2 separate regions of the Rattus norvegicus genome follow, and region 1 is linked to region 2. The links are chromatin contacts, called in public Hi-C maps. All regions are on one chromosome and are shown on one strand. Each heading gives the region's core, a stretch centred on a gene start, on an enhancer-like site or on the middle of the called end of the contact. The rest is flanking DNA. Distances are from core to core; before and after follow the strand shown. Region 1 holds the start of Cnr1 (cannabinoid receptor 1). Region 2 has its middle 220 kb from the start of Rngtt.

What was found. Hi-C and Micro-C count contacts between places; a contact is called where the count stands out from the background.
Region 1: a contact with region 2 is called in a Hi-C map of frontal cortex, with 3 times the contacts expected there. The contact joins the promoter of Cnr1 here to the enhancer-like site in region 2. A contact is called at or near these places in 2 of 12 Hi-C or Micro-C datasets (frontal cortex and prefrontal cortex).

Annotation. Positions count from the first base shown.
Region 1 is chr5:53,206,948-53,209,647 of GRCr8, reverse strand. Cnr1 (cannabinoid receptor 1) reads right to left here and starts at 1,291. Exons shown (of 2, transcript NM_012784.5): 1 at 1,202-1,291.
Region 2 is chr5:52,719,892-52,722,781 of GRCr8, reverse strand. No RefSeq gene overlaps it. Among named protein-coding and RNA genes, the nearest start is that of Rngtt, 220 kb to the right of the region's middle. Within about 2 kb of position 1,326, at least 16 of the 93 cell types and tissues checked have an H3K27ac peak or open chromatin away from gene starts, as enhancers often do.

The DNA of each region.
Region 1 (2,700 bases), core at 42-2,541, 490 kb before region 2:
AGAGTCTTCAACTGGGAAGACCCAACATCCTTTAAAAATGCTGGGAACCCAAGCTCTGAACTGTGTTCCTTATGCAACTAACCAAACGTGATTACCCCCAAGAATAACGGGCAGTATCCTAGAGGAGAGACTGCATTGCACTGACCTAATTCAAGAAGCTATGACCAAATTGCTCTTTACCAATTGTGTGTTCTTAGGTATAAATGTGTTATCAGTATCTAAATTCAATTTGTTACTTTTTTCCTTGTAAATTCCTGAATAGCTAGTTAGAGGAGATTATGTATCAGGCCAACTGCTTTCTGGGAAGAAGCATTTGGTGAGTGCCATGAACTCTAAACTGTCAGATAAGCTCTATTTAATAAAGCTTTTTCTCATATAGTAAGTCCAAGTCTAATTTCAAAGACCAATATACAAGACAACCAAAGAACCTGTCTACACATCCTGGCAGCTAATGTTCATCCTAAGTCAAAACGCAGGAGAATGCCATAGATTGTTTTGGAGAGTTTCACGGGCTTGGCTTTCGTAATTCATAAGCTGACAGAGCATACTAAACACTTATCAACACAATCAACTGGGGCTGCTTCCTTCTTGAGAAAATAGATAAAACGATTCGTGGAGTTTTCCTTCAGGATGGTCTGTAACCCATAGCATGTCACAAATACCATGGTTCTTTTGGAGAATATAATTCTGAGCAGTTTCATCTGGATAACATTTAACAATTTCACTATTTTAACATTTTCAAATGCCAAAAAGAACACACTGATCCTGCAGTTAGGCTTATTAGAGAGGAGCAGTCTCCCAGGCAAGACAGAAAGGAACACAGTCCGCTGGGAGATGGGTAACAGGGAAAGGAAAAAGAAGCAGAAAACACTGGAGAGCAAACAAAGCCAAGCCCAGCTCCACTCCACCATGAGGTCTTATTTTCAGCAGAATTAAAACTTTACATACACGATTCACAAACACCACCTATGGCTTAATTAAGGTTCTAGTCACAACATGCATTTCTATACACAGCCACTGATGCCATTAAATCGGGGGGCGGGGGGGGGGGTATCAGATTTGTCTTCTTAACAATGAGCACACAAGCAAAGTCATTTTGAAAGGTCAGAAGTAAGCCATGTGGCATTATCACGCCCCCTCCTCACGTAGGATCTGGAACACAATGAAATCTCCCCCCAGTAGACACTTGATACATACATACCTCAGCCATGGGTGCTCCTTGCTTGAAATGGGAGACATCTTTTGAAGAAATAAAAGAGCCTGTTCACAGTAAGTTCTCCTAACGACCTAAAATGATTAGGTTTTTTCTTTTTTCTTTTTTTAAACCATGTCAACATGAAGCCTCTTTCCCAGCCACAGCAACTGCTCGTGTGCCTAAACCAACAGCCTGCAGTGTGTGCTGCTTAGCATGCTAGAGGTGCACGCATTCTGTTCCTCTGTGGACGTAATCAGAAAAAAATATTTCTCTCAGTTAAGAAAGTATTCGCGGCCTTTCATTTTGATAGAATTGCTCCTAACTGAGTTAGAGAAGGTGGGGTAGGGAGGGGAAGGGAGGGAGGAGGGGACAGAGAAAAATCGATCAGTAGATCTATCTCCCTTTCAAATTGTCAAAAGCTGGGATTAGAAGACCAGCACTTTAAATCAGACAGTCCTGTGGGGACCTCGGAGGTCGGCTACTCCTAGTTTCTCAATTTTCTGCCAAACAGACTGATGTCAGGAGCGACCCCACAGATAATCAGTACCCGCTGAGTCTCCCCTGAGCATGTGCATCTCCCCATTGTTCAAAGGAATTAAGTTGGCAATAAAAATGAGAAGTTATGGGACCGGGAGAGGTATCTTTCAACATCCTTAAAGCCAGTAAATCTGCTCTAATCTCTTATTGGATTAAATGTCCAAGGAGGTTTAATATGCCAAGAAATAAACAAAGGCAGGAAGAGCTAATAGCTCCTATTTGGAAGAAAATTAAAAAGATAGGAATAGGATGTTTCATAAATAGGTTATTAAATTTTTTCTAACCTCTTTGAAACCTTTGAGAGATGACCCATGTACTACAATTAGAAACACGCATGTTGCTTTAAACTTTGAGATGGCCAGACAACAGTTCTCATCCATCACAGCAAACATTTGCATTTAGGAGACGCTCCATTTATGACTTGTAAATCTTACCAAGAAACGTCTTTTGAAAATAAAGCATCAACTTTATTCGCCTGGCGCCAGCTCTTAGTCTCGTGTTCCTATAACATTCAATCACAGGTATCAATACTATGCAGATTTGTTTTTTTCCTTAAAGAGAGATGGCTACTGTAGCTATCGCTCTGCATCAGAAGTTCGTCGTTTGGCACAGATTTTTTACATTACACTTAATATTTTAGTTGAGTCGTTTTCTAGATTCGGCACAGAGACATGTATTCCCCCGGAAGACTTAGTTTCTGAAACGGTTAAAAGATAGCAAGCATTGACTCCAGCGCCTGTTTTTCAAACATGCACAATTACACATTTTCTAAAAGCAGACATCAGTGTATGCAGAGCTAGGGGCACATTCAGTAAATTGTAAATGGTAGAAGCCTCCAGAAGTAGCTTAGACCACAGGTAACAAGCTGGGACTATACAGCTAAGTAAACACCACATTAGCACGATTTGCTCTTCTGGAACACGGAACACGAACTCCGCGTAGGACACCTGGGGACCACTGGCCAGTAT
Region 2 (2,890 bases), core at 77-2,576:
TGTTCCTGCCGGTCATCGGTCAGCACAGTCCACTCCTGGAGTTCTCAGCAACAGAGCTAGACACTCTCAGGAATCTGAGCCCTTCCTACCTCTAGGGTGTGAAAAGTCAGTTGGCCAGCTCCCCGAAGTCCAGCCAGTTGAGTCTCTGCTCCGTTGGCCACATCTGCAGCCACTGGCCTCACAAGCGTATTAAGTCTTTCGAAAGCAGCTCTAAAAACAGGAGGAAGATTTTCTCTTTGGCAGGAACATTTGGAATAACATCTTTTCAAGTGTGTAGATCAGAATATGAATAGGCTGGGGGAGTGGTAGGAAGGGACTGGGAAGGAGGGGCTGGGCCCACAGCTTGGGCCATTCTGAAAGGGCTGGCCAGGCAGGAAGCTTGCTTTCCTTCTCTACAAAATGACAAAACCACTGTGGGGACATTTACAGCCAGAATTTCTTTGACATTTTAAAAATCTCTGAAATCATCGAAACTGGAAGTGCGTGTACCATGTGCGCTGGCAGGGGAGATGCTTATGGAATGGGGCTGATTTGGAAGGCACCCCTAGGGCCTGCTTGCTTTAGTCAGGTTTGTTGTCTGGGTTTTGTATAATGGAAGGGAAGCACTTGTCAGTTTTCAGGGCAGCTTTGACTTCATGTAGAAGCTGGGAAGAGGGCTCATTTATAACGAGCTCTACATGCACGTCTCCACTCTCGACATGGGTGTCTCCTCTCTCTGGTGACAAAGGACAGGAAGGAGAATATTTTGGATGCGCCCGAGAATAAAGATGGTTGCTGAATTCAACTGACCCTCACAGTAGGCACTGGGATTATTCTAGACCCACCATGGGTTTAGGGCTTTGGGAGAATCAGATACACTCCCTCCACAGGCCCTGAGGGGTCTCAAGTCTTGACACCTCTTCTCTGCCTCCAGGCTTTGAGAGGGGCTGGGCTCTGTGGGGAAACTCTGGACCAGGCATTTGGCCCAGAAGGCAGAAACAAATTGATTCCATCCCTCCACACATGGTGCCATCTAGAATAGAGCACTCCACATTCTACTCTCCACCTGGGGTGCCCGACTGCTTTTCCCTCCACAATCCTCCCCCATCAGTCATCTGCTAGACTCAGATCCAGCAGCACTTGGGGACAACTTCCAGCAGAGGCCCATGACAAGGAATCTATTCTTCCTTTATGCAGGCAAAAGAAAGGGAGGAAAGGAGAAGGCCTGGGTTTTGTGATCCTAACCTCAGAGAATGGGCCAGTCAGCTCAAGCCTGAAGCAACTTCCTCAGTCCAGTGTGGTTCTTTCAGGAAGCTCCACACAATCTATGGGCAGTTCTGAGGAACTCAGGCCAGTAGCAGCTGTGTTCCACTCTATGTCAACGGAGGCCAAGCACTGGGACCCTACGTCATTCGTGTGGGCTGTCACATTCTGAAACGGGAAGTAGATTAGCTTTGTGACTGGCGTTTCTTCTCTGTCACTTTCACAGGTGCACATGGAAAGGTTTGGTGACAAGATTTTCAGGGTGACAAGAATAAAGGAGGCTGCCAATCAAAACCTTACGAGCAGTGGCCCATGCAAGGAACAGTTCTGTGCTTCTGGGAACAGGTGTGCAAAGAACATTCTAACTTTATCTGCCCAGAGAATTGCTTGCCAAGTCTGGAACTTTCAGGATGAAGAATGCTTGGGGTACCAGACAAAAAATACAGCATATTTTAGAAAGATTCTGCTAAGGACTTCTCCCAAAAGCAAGGCCCCCAAAGCTCACTCACAACCTTTGGGTAAGAGACAGGCTGAGGGCTTGACTAGAATTCTCTCCGAGGGGAGGTCCCTTGAAGGAGCAGGAGGTCTCCAAGTGGAGAGGCTGAAGGAAATGGACTGTCTCCGGAATTAGTCTCAGCTGTACCCCCAGGCTAAGAAAGTCAGAGTTGGCCCATCCTGGGCTCTTCTCAGACAGTTTACTGCTTTCTGTCCCTTTAGAGAGCACTGTTTGTCCAGGCTGTGACTAGTGAGTGTTAGTGATGGCCTTCAGGGGAGGTTGTCATCAACTTACAGCTGGTTCGATGGGCCAACTGTATGGTAAATACAGTCAGACTTCAGGTTCACCCTCTATTTTGAGGCTACCCACCCTCAGCAAACAAAATGTACTGTCTGGATCAGTCACTAAAACACAAGTGTTTTAATCTGCATTTGTGATTTAGATGAAGTCAATGTCATGTCTTAGAAAAACATATTTTTCTAGGGATGGTCAAAACAGAACAAGATGCTGGCACACTCAGAGAGAACGGAGAGGGATGACCGGGCCACCCTGTACAGCTAGTGCCCACTAGGGGCTGCCAAGGCACCATACCTTGCAGTATCTGCTGGCTTTGGGCTCTGGCTTCTGCTTATCAGGCATGAATGTCAGACGTTCAGATCTGAAATGAGCTGAGGAAGCACTGTCTCTTAAAATTCATGACAAATGCCACCTTAGGGCCATGTGGAGAAAGAAAACAAGGGTCAAGTCCCAGCTCCCCGGGACTGTGTGATTCTGGGCAAGTTACCACAGACCTCTGAGCACAGGCCTCTTGCAGAAGCACAGATGACAACTATCCCAGAGAAGCTCAGGCACAGGGTGACCACGGTTTGTTCTATTCCCAGCTCTCTTCAGTGACCGCAGTCCTCCCTCCAGGAAATGGTTCCTGGAGCCAACCAAAGATCACTCTGCTTCTCCTGGCCCTTTGCAGCAATATGTCCCTTCCATTTCTCCCTCAGTTATTAGTCAGCAATGTAGTCACGCTGGCCATCTACCTCTGACCCTTGCCCCCAACACATGCCTCATGAATAGCTCTGCGTCTTTAGCTGAGCCACATGGGCAGTAGAGGGCGCCAAACTTGAAGGTTTCCTCTGCAGCACTTTCTATCAGCAGCAG